Linked DNA regions of Pan troglodytes: region 2 is linked to region 1. Evidence: chromatin contacts called from public HiChIP or PLAC-seq data. All regions are on one chromosome and are shown on one strand. The core of a region is the stretch at or near the end of the contact, and the rest is flanking DNA. Distances in the headings are between cores, read along the strand shown. Region 1 holds the start of PPP2R5C (protein phosphatase 2 regulatory subunit B'gamma). Region 2 holds the start of ZNF839 (zinc finger protein 839).

What was found. HiChIP or PLAC-seq counts read pairs in DNA pulled down with a chosen protein or histone mark.
Region 2: a contact with region 1 is called in an H3K4me3 HiChIP or PLAC-seq map of stem cell-derived excitatory neurons, with 3 times the contacts expected there. The contact joins the promoter of ZNF839 here to the promoter of PPP2R5C in region 1. A contact is called at or near these places in 1 of 7 Hi-C or Micro-C datasets (stem cell-derived neural progenitor cells) and 1 of 1 datasets of contacts at active chromatin or transcription factors (stem cell-derived excitatory neurons).

What each region holds. Positions count from the first base shown.
Region 1 is chr15:99,774,262-99,778,333 of NHGRI_mPanTro3-v2.0_pri, reverse strand. PPP2R5C (protein phosphatase 2 regulatory subunit B'gamma) reads right to left here and starts at 1,429. Exons shown (of 14, transcript NM_001280086.1): 1 at 1,317-1,429. The coding sequence starts at 1,358.
Region 2 is chr15:100,331,121-100,335,424 of NHGRI_mPanTro3-v2.0_pri, reverse strand. ZNF839 (zinc finger protein 839) reads right to left here and starts at 2,391. Exons shown (of 8, transcript XM_063793896.1): 1 at 1,821-2,391. It overlaps TRNAI-AAU (transfer RNA isoleucine (anticodon AAU)), which reads right to left and starts at 4,250; the gene lies at 4,177-4,250.

The DNA.
Region 1 (4,072 bases), core at 180-2,679:
CGGGGCCCGGGCGCAGGACCCCGGTGCCGTCGCGCCCTCCCCCGGCAGTCCCTCCCCGCTCCCTCCGTCCCGCGGCCGGGCCCGGACTCACTTTCTCCTTCTTGTTTTTATTCGGCATGGCTGGAGCGGGCCGCCGCCGCCGCCGCCGCCCCTGCCGCCGCCTGCCCCCGCAGCAGCAGCGCCCCCGCCCCGGCCGTCGCGCCCCCGCGGCCGCCGCCGCCGCCGCCGCCGCCCGGGGACTGAGTCTTTCGCTTGCTCTCGCTTCCCCTTTTCCAGGCTCCCAGAGGCTGCGGCAGCCGCGGCGGCGGCGGCGGCGGCGGCGGCGGCAGCGGCGGCGTCTCTCCGCCCCTCCCCCGGCCGGCCCGCCCCGCCCCTCTCCTCCCCACCCCCGGCCGGCCGCCCCGCCCCTCCCCGCCCGCCGCTCGCCCCGCCCCTGCGCCCGGCCCCGCCCCGCTGCCCTCAACAGCGCCCTGCCATTGGTCGACGCGCCCCCACGTGCCCTAACGCTCCCTGCTCCCCCCACCCTCTCCGCGCGACCCGTTCACGCCCCCGCCCTCCGTCGCGAGTCGCTGCGAGCCGGCCTCAGGCAGGCCGCGGCCTCCTGGCGCGGGGCTGACCGCTGAGCAGAGCTGAGCCGACTCAGGGGAGGGAGCACGTGGCTGCGACTGCGGTGACAGGGCCGTGGCCCGCTGTGGAGGCGCAAGACAGAGCGTGAGACGTAGGAAATGCACATTTGAAATGTATGGCAACAACTTCTGCAGCCGGCGAAACGCGAACCGTGGCCTCTTGGCCTTGCCCCCTCACCGCCGCGGCTCTCGTTGCAGTCAAGAGTGCCTGGCACGCTTTGCACTGAGGCGCACGGGGAGGCCCGGGAACCGAGCGAGCGGCAGTTTCGCGGGACACCGCTGGGCCCCGCCTCCCCTCCCCTCCCTCCACTCCCCTCCCCTCCCTCCACTCCCCTCCCCTCCCTCCACTCCCCTCCCCTCCCTCCACTCCCCTCCCCTCCCTCCACTCCCCTCCCCTCCCTCCACTCCCCTCCCCTCCCTCCACTCCCCTCCCCTCCCTCCACTCCCCTCCCTCCACTCCCCTCCCCTCCCTCCACTCCCCTCCCCTCCGTCCCCTCCCCTCGACCACCCCGTCCCCTCCCTTCGACCAGCCCGTCCCCTGCCCTCCCCTTCTCTCGACCAGCCCGTCCCCTGCCCTCCCCTCCCCTCGACCAGCCCGTCCCCTCCCCTCCTCTTCCCTCGGCCAGCCCCTTCCCTCGGCCAGCCCCTCCCCACCACCAACCCCTCCCCTCGACCAGCCCCTCCCCTCACCAGCTCAGCTTTCCGCAGCTCCTCCCGCGAGGTCCCGCCCATCCGACAGCGCCGCCCCTCCCTGGTTGGTCCCGCCCTCCGCAGTTTCTCCCGCGAGGTCCCGCCTACCCGACAGTCCCGTCCTTTCCTGGTTGGTCCCGCCCTCCGCAGCTTTTGCCGCGAGGTCCCGCCCACCCGACAGCCCCGCCCCTCCCCAGCCGGCCCCGCCCTCCGCAGCTCCTTCCGCGAGGTCACGCCCACATGTGCAGCCCCTCTCCTCCGGCGTCGGCCCCGCCCACCGAGGCGAGGCCTCAAAGACTTGGTGGCCGCTGCGCCAATAGGATTTTATTTTTATTCTTTAATTAGGCTTGATCATAAATGGTGAGGAAACCTCTGCATGACTGGGAGTCACCTGATTTCTCTCAGCTTGTTAATAGCTGTGAGGAGAGGGTGTCCAAGGGAAAAACGTTAACTTTTCAATACAATGCTTCCGCGGTCCACCTCGTGCCCAAAACTATTGAAGACGCTAAGGACAGGCGTCCCAGATTGCAGAAATGCATTAGGTAGTAAGACTCTAGGAGCGTACGGATTTCACGTGCGAGAGGCATTGGTGCTTCACCTGTGATGATGAAGGAGCTGCATCTTAACTGGCAGCTTAAAAATCATCGCGTTCTCTTAGCCCCCGGAGTTTTGTTCTTGGAAGTTTCCAGGCAAAGCATTTTCCATTATTCTCAGCAGTTCTGCAATGAGAAAGCTGAAAGACGGGGTAAGAAAAAAAAGATCTAAAGGGAGGAATGTTGTGGGAGGTCAGGAAAGTAAGTTCTGTCTGCGGGTGTCTGAATGTCTGCGGGCTCTTAGACGAATATCTGTAGGTAAGCAGGACAGTCTCAAACAACTATTTGTGCGGAATAAGTGGCTTTTTTATTAATAATTTAAGTGGGTTAATGGTGTCTCCAAAACAATTTTGAGGATAGAGCGATGCCCCTAGTTAACTTAATAACATTTTAAAAATAAAATATGTGCTGTCAATTTAATAAGTCCAGGATATATCCATATCAGAAAGGAGTAGCTCTGAAACTATTGGTTTATGGCCATGAACTCTTAGGGAGGCTTAGAGGCATCTCTGAGACAATCCTTTGCCACCAAAATCCTTGTATCGTATCTCCTGATCCGGTGTTGCATACAATTCATTCATTCGACCCACATTTGTTGGATAACTACTATGTGCAAAGCATGATGCCAGAAATTTCATGGTGAACAAGGCACTACCCTTGTCCTCAAGCAGTTCGCATGCTTGCATGGAAATAGAAAAAAACAGCAATCAGAAGGACATGACATGTGACAAGTCTACAGGACTGGGGTGAGGGGGGTCAGGCTTGGAAGCATGACAGAGCACTGCACAGGACGTTTTGTTATGGCCGGAGATGAGACTGAAGGAACAGCGACGCTGAATTAAGACTGGTAGACCTTGCCAAGATATTGTACTTCTTTTTGAATGCATTTCAGGGTCACTGACAGATACTGAAGTGGGGAGTGATGTACTCACATTTGCATTTTAGAAGACATCGGTGGCAGGAGTGTGGAGGAGGTGACGGTGGAAGTAAAAGCAGGAGGCAGAAAGAGCAATCAGCATCCAGCTATGGTTCAGGTGCGTGCCAGGGAGGCATCTCCACAGCAACGGGGGGAAGGATCGCCGACGCGACAGAGAGCCAGAATCGAGGATAAAAAGCGAATGGTCATGCTTGTAGTTTGGGCAACACAGTGAATGATGAGGAAGGGATGCAAGTGGAGGGCAGGTTTGCAAGGGAACAAGATTCCAGTTTGGGACACGTTGCTGTGTCCGCAAAATGTAGGTAGAGGTGTCCAAGATGGCAACTGGAAATATAGCATAGAGGACTAGTTGCATGTCAGGTTAGAGGTTTCTCAGGTCAGTTTAGAGTTTTAGGGAAAGCATAGGGACAGGGTACCAGCAAAGCTGCCTGATTAACATCCAGTGACCTTGAAACCATAGCAACCAGAGAAATCTGACTCAACACCATTACCTGTACAACTGCATGTGTACGTCACTGGCCATTGGACTGGCTTCATTTGCCCACATTAGGGAGGACCATCTTTAATGACAGTTAGTTACCGACTACCCGTAGAACACACTGGGTTTCTTGCAGTGTCTTGGGTGCTGTGGTATTTACAGGAACGCTAAAGATAGATATAGCTCCTGTTCCCAAAAGAAGGGATTCAGGACAAGCTATTGAGATAGGATATAAAGCCATTATGTGGGTGTGTGTGTGTGTGTGTGGCTGAGGGTTACCTCTTCCAGGATGGCCCCACATTCCATGTTCATGAAGGCACTGCTTGCATCACACAAAACTCCTTTTCTTCCAACCCCTGCTCTTCTGGGACACTTTTTTGAGATGGTCCCTGACATGGTTAGGATATTTATCCCCACCCACATCCATGTTGAAATGTAATCACCGATGTGGGAGGTGGGCCTGCTGGGAAGTGTTTGAATCACGGAGGCAGATGCCTCATGAATGGCTTGGGCCATCCCCTTGGTGATAAGTGAGCTCTCGCTTGGAGTTCACATGAAATTTAGTTGTTTAAAAGTATGTGGCACCTCCCCCCACCTTGAGCCTGCTTTCACCATGTGAAGTGCCTGCTCCCCCTTCGCCTTCCACCATGAACGAAAACTCCCTGAGGCTTCACCAGAAGCTGAGCAGATGCTAGCACCAGGCTTCCTGTACAGCCTGCAGAACCATGAGCCAATTAAACTTCTTTTC
Region 2 (4,304 bases), core at 1,142-3,641, 560 kb before region 1:
TGGGCAAAGCCACGCAACCTCCCTGAGCTTGTTTCCCACCTGAAAAATGCCGGTACAAAAACACTGCTGAAAACTGAGCGGCCCAGCACAGTGCCGGGCGCAGAGCAGAGGCTTTGCAGATGGCTGCCCCCAGATGGCACCTTGCAGCCTTCTGACCCAGACCAAAGTCCAAAAAGGTTGACTTACCCAAGGTCACACCTCTAGATAGTGATAGTGTGGCATCTGGACAGAATCACACTCGTCTTCCTAAACCTTAGCAAGACAACTCTCCAGTCTCGATGATTAACTGGATACAACCCTAAGCAGCTAACATCAGTCAAAAAAACTCAACGAGTGAAGGTTCCTGATTCTATTCCCTAACCCGTTTCTTCTAGTGGAAAAAGCTGTCTTCTTTTGGCAATTTTGGGGTGAGACTAATTTTGTTTACAACCCCAGCGCTGAAATGGGGTGGAATTTTACAGATGCCGTGTAGGCCCTCTGGCTTCAGGCGCTATGCTACACCCTCCGGAGGTGGGCGACCGTCTTCTAGTTATCACTCCCCTAGCCCACTAGGGGAGTGGCCCAGGAAATAAACCCACCGGGAAAGGATGTTTTGTAGTATACAGAGTGCTTTCACATATTCCAAACATTGTGTATCAGGCACTGTGCTGGGTACTGCGGTTACAAATCAGTCACTATCACCCAGGATGTTAAGTCCTGCAGCGAACTAGTGTATTGTGCTTAACTTTGTTCCAAGCCTGGGCCTTGGCACCTTACAACTGAAAAGCTAAGTTGGTTCCTTTTAATTCATTTATGTTTCAGCTCCAGTGTCTGGCCTACGGGACCACCCAATCTAAAGCAGCCCCCGTCAATCCTAGAACCTGCCTTATGTTCGTTCTTCACCAAGTGTGTTCAAGGCTTCACTTCCTGCACATAGTGGGGAGTGCTGGGAACACGGTCTCTAAGTGCTCCACAAAGGCTGAACCAGCGGTGAAAGGCCTGTAAGAAGAGCTAGGGAGCACGCAAAAGCCCCCAGCAGGGCTGTGAAGGCAGAGAAGGCACGAGGGCGTTCCAGGCACAGGGCCCAGCGTGAGCAACCGCTCCTAGAGTGAGGCTCCTGGGGTGAAAATGCCAGGGTGGTGACAGGTGGGGGCCGAACGCCGTCCCTAAGAAGCTCAGCCTGGGGACGCCCTGAGTCTTAACCCGGGCGGATACTGGCCTCCCCGGACAAGCAGCTAGCCCCGCCGCGGGGCGTCGGCCCTCTTCGGGCCTCAGTTTCCCCACGTCCCTCCCGACGCCTCACCTGGGGCGGGAGCAAGCGCGGGGACTCGGTGCCCCGGCCCCGCTGCAGGGCGGCCTGTTGGGCCGCGTCCCGCAGCCGCCGCGCCGCGTCCTGCAGCACGAAGTGGGGCGGCGGCGGCGGCGGCGGCTGCGCCTTCGTCACCTGCTCCTGGACCTGCCGCAGCTGCTCGGGGCCCAGCGGGGCCACACGTGCGACGCTGCCGCTCTGGCCCGGAGGAGCCGGGCCGCCGCCGCCGCCGCCGCCGCCACCATCCTCGCTGCCGCCCCCAGCCTCCGGCTCCGCATCCGCCATGGCGGCCGAGGCGGGGACTCGAACCGGGGTCGCTGAGCGACGGCGTCTCCAATGTACGTCACCTAGGAGAGGGGCAGGCTACGAGTGCCTCGCAGGCCAAGACACCTCGGAAGGCGACCGTGTCTGGCCGGGAAAGTCGTGGAGTGCCCCGCCCCAGCCGACAACCGCCGCGGCTCCTAGGGCTGATCAGCAGAGCGGACCCCCCTTATTTTCCTTATTGCCTGTCACGGATGTGTTTAAGACTCACCTTCTCCGGGAGCTGTCCCGGATCTCCCAGGGGGAGGTCTTCGGTGTTCCAGAGCCCCTGGCCCAAAAGTTACCACACTATCCAAGTGTTCTGACGTCATCATGCATCCGAATCAGCGGAGGATGCTGTCTGGAGATGCAGAGTACTGTGCCCACCCCTAAACATTTGGATTTATACATCTGAGAGGGGACCACAGTTTGAATTGTTAACGAGAGTGTTTCCCAAATTTTTGCCTTGTCACCCTAGCTTCTCTCTACCCACCCACCCAGATTGGGTGCAGCTTGAAGGGAGAGATGATATATTACACAATCGGTGCTCAGCACAGGCCCTGCCCAGAACACAACGCACGCTCAGGGCATGAATGATGGATGGACGAATATGAATAAACGAATGAGTGAACGAATGAATGAACCCACCCTCTCTCTATCCATCCAGCTCCACTGCCCCATCTTCCTCAGCCTGATCGCCTCTCCTTCTTACGGTTGAGGCTCTGTGCGCCCTCCGAATCTTGTAGCTGCAGGTGTGTACACATGTCCCAGCTCCTTTCCCCAGGGAGAGCAGGAGGTCCACTGGTCCACAAACCCTTATTAAGCACCTGGTGGGTGAACCGCTGTTTCCGCCCTGGGGGGTATACAGTCTAGGTGCCGACCCCCAAGGAGGAAACTTCCCAAGGGGGAAGGAGGAAACTGGCATTTGCAGCACAGTGTGATGAGCGCTGAAGCCGGTAAAGTAAGGCTGGCGGCCTGGGTGGCGTCAGAGAAGGTTCTGGAAGATCACCATCATCCTCATCAATACTCACATTGCATTCACGATGATCCCTTCCGTGTTATTTTTTAATGGTGAATTTTATATTATGGGTATCTTACCACAATTTTTTTTTTTTTTTTTTTTTGAGACAAGATCTCACTCTGTCACCCAGGCTGGAGTGCAGTGGCACGATCTCGGCTCACTGCAACCTCCATCGCCTGGGTTCATACGGTTCTCCTGCCTCAGCCTCTTGAGTAGCTGGGATTACAGGCGTCCGCCACCATGCCTGGCTAATTTTTGTATTTTTAGTAGAGACGGGGTTTCATCATGTTGGTCAGGCTGGTCTTGAAACCCTGACCTTAGGTGATCCACCCGCCTCGGCCTTCCCAAGTGCTGAGATTACAGGTGTGAGCCACCACACCCGACCAGATTTCAGGAATTCACATGCCTTCTGTTCAAAATAATTTTCATGCCACCGTGGCATATTCTAAACCCCTTCAAGCTCAGGAAACTTGAGGGCAGCAACCTCCACCGATTCCTCCATGCTGTGTCCCTGCATCTAACAACGTGCCTGGCACGACTATTAAACGATGTGACATCCATCCTGTGTACAGGTGTCTATTTTAAGTGTCAGCTGCCCCAGGCTCTCCTAACTTTGCTTATAATAGCAGCAGCGCCATCGGCTGGCATTTATTGAGAACTTTTACTACACCCTGGGCACATACCAAGGTCTGCAGATGTTGAGCTGCTTCTTATTTAGGTCAGAACTAGTAGCTGTTTCCACTGTAGAATTTTCAAAAACAGGTGGAGCCCTTGCCGGATCCTGACATAAAATGGCATCAACCTTATACAACCGGCTTTTGTTCAGCTGAGCACACCTGACCACCCTAGAAACGAACCGAGTGAGAAATTCATCCACTTGCTCTGGCTTCAAAATGTAGAACCAAGAGGAAGAAATGTGAAGCCTAAGATGTCTCCGAAAAGAAAAGAGGGGGGATAAAAAGCAAGAGAAGGTTTCCAGAGGCTTCCACAACCTGAACGCCTCACTAAAAACATGGCAGTCATCTAGTGGTTGTCACTGTCTCCAGCGGGTTGGGGTTTGTGTCTCACCGTTTTGCTCCCAGCCTAGAACGGTGCTGGGCATGCAGTAGCTCTCCTTATGCATCTGTGGAATGCATTCATTCCAGACCTGGATTTTCACCTCCAAGACTTCCCCGCAAGGGGGCCCAGGGAACACTAGGCGGTGATATCTGCGAGCACCTGTCTTCACTGGGCGGTTCCTCCAGGCCAGACGCAGCCTCAGGAAACGTGGGGGGTGGGGGCGGGGGATGTGCATCTGTTTGGATGTCCAGAGTGTCCTTTAAAACGACAAAAGTAAAAGGCCTAACCAATGGCATTCTAAAACAGACCCTTCAGGTGGCGGCGCGGGGACTCGGGGTGAGGAGCCACCGCCCCAGCGCGCTCTGAGTTCCTCCCGCTCTCCCCAGCAGGTAGCCTTGGACAACCTCTGGGCCCAGTCCAAAAGATTCCGCAATTCTCTCCTGCCTGCACGCCGGTTACAGTATCAGAAAGGAACATTGGGGGGACCGAAAAAAAAAAAAAGCTAGACTGGCCCGTACGGGGATCGAACCCGCGACCTTGGCGTTATTAGCACCACGCTCTAACCAACTGAGCTAACCGGCCGCTTGATGCTGGGCCCCCACGGGAGCGCCTAAGAGGGCTCCAAGCCCGCGCCCG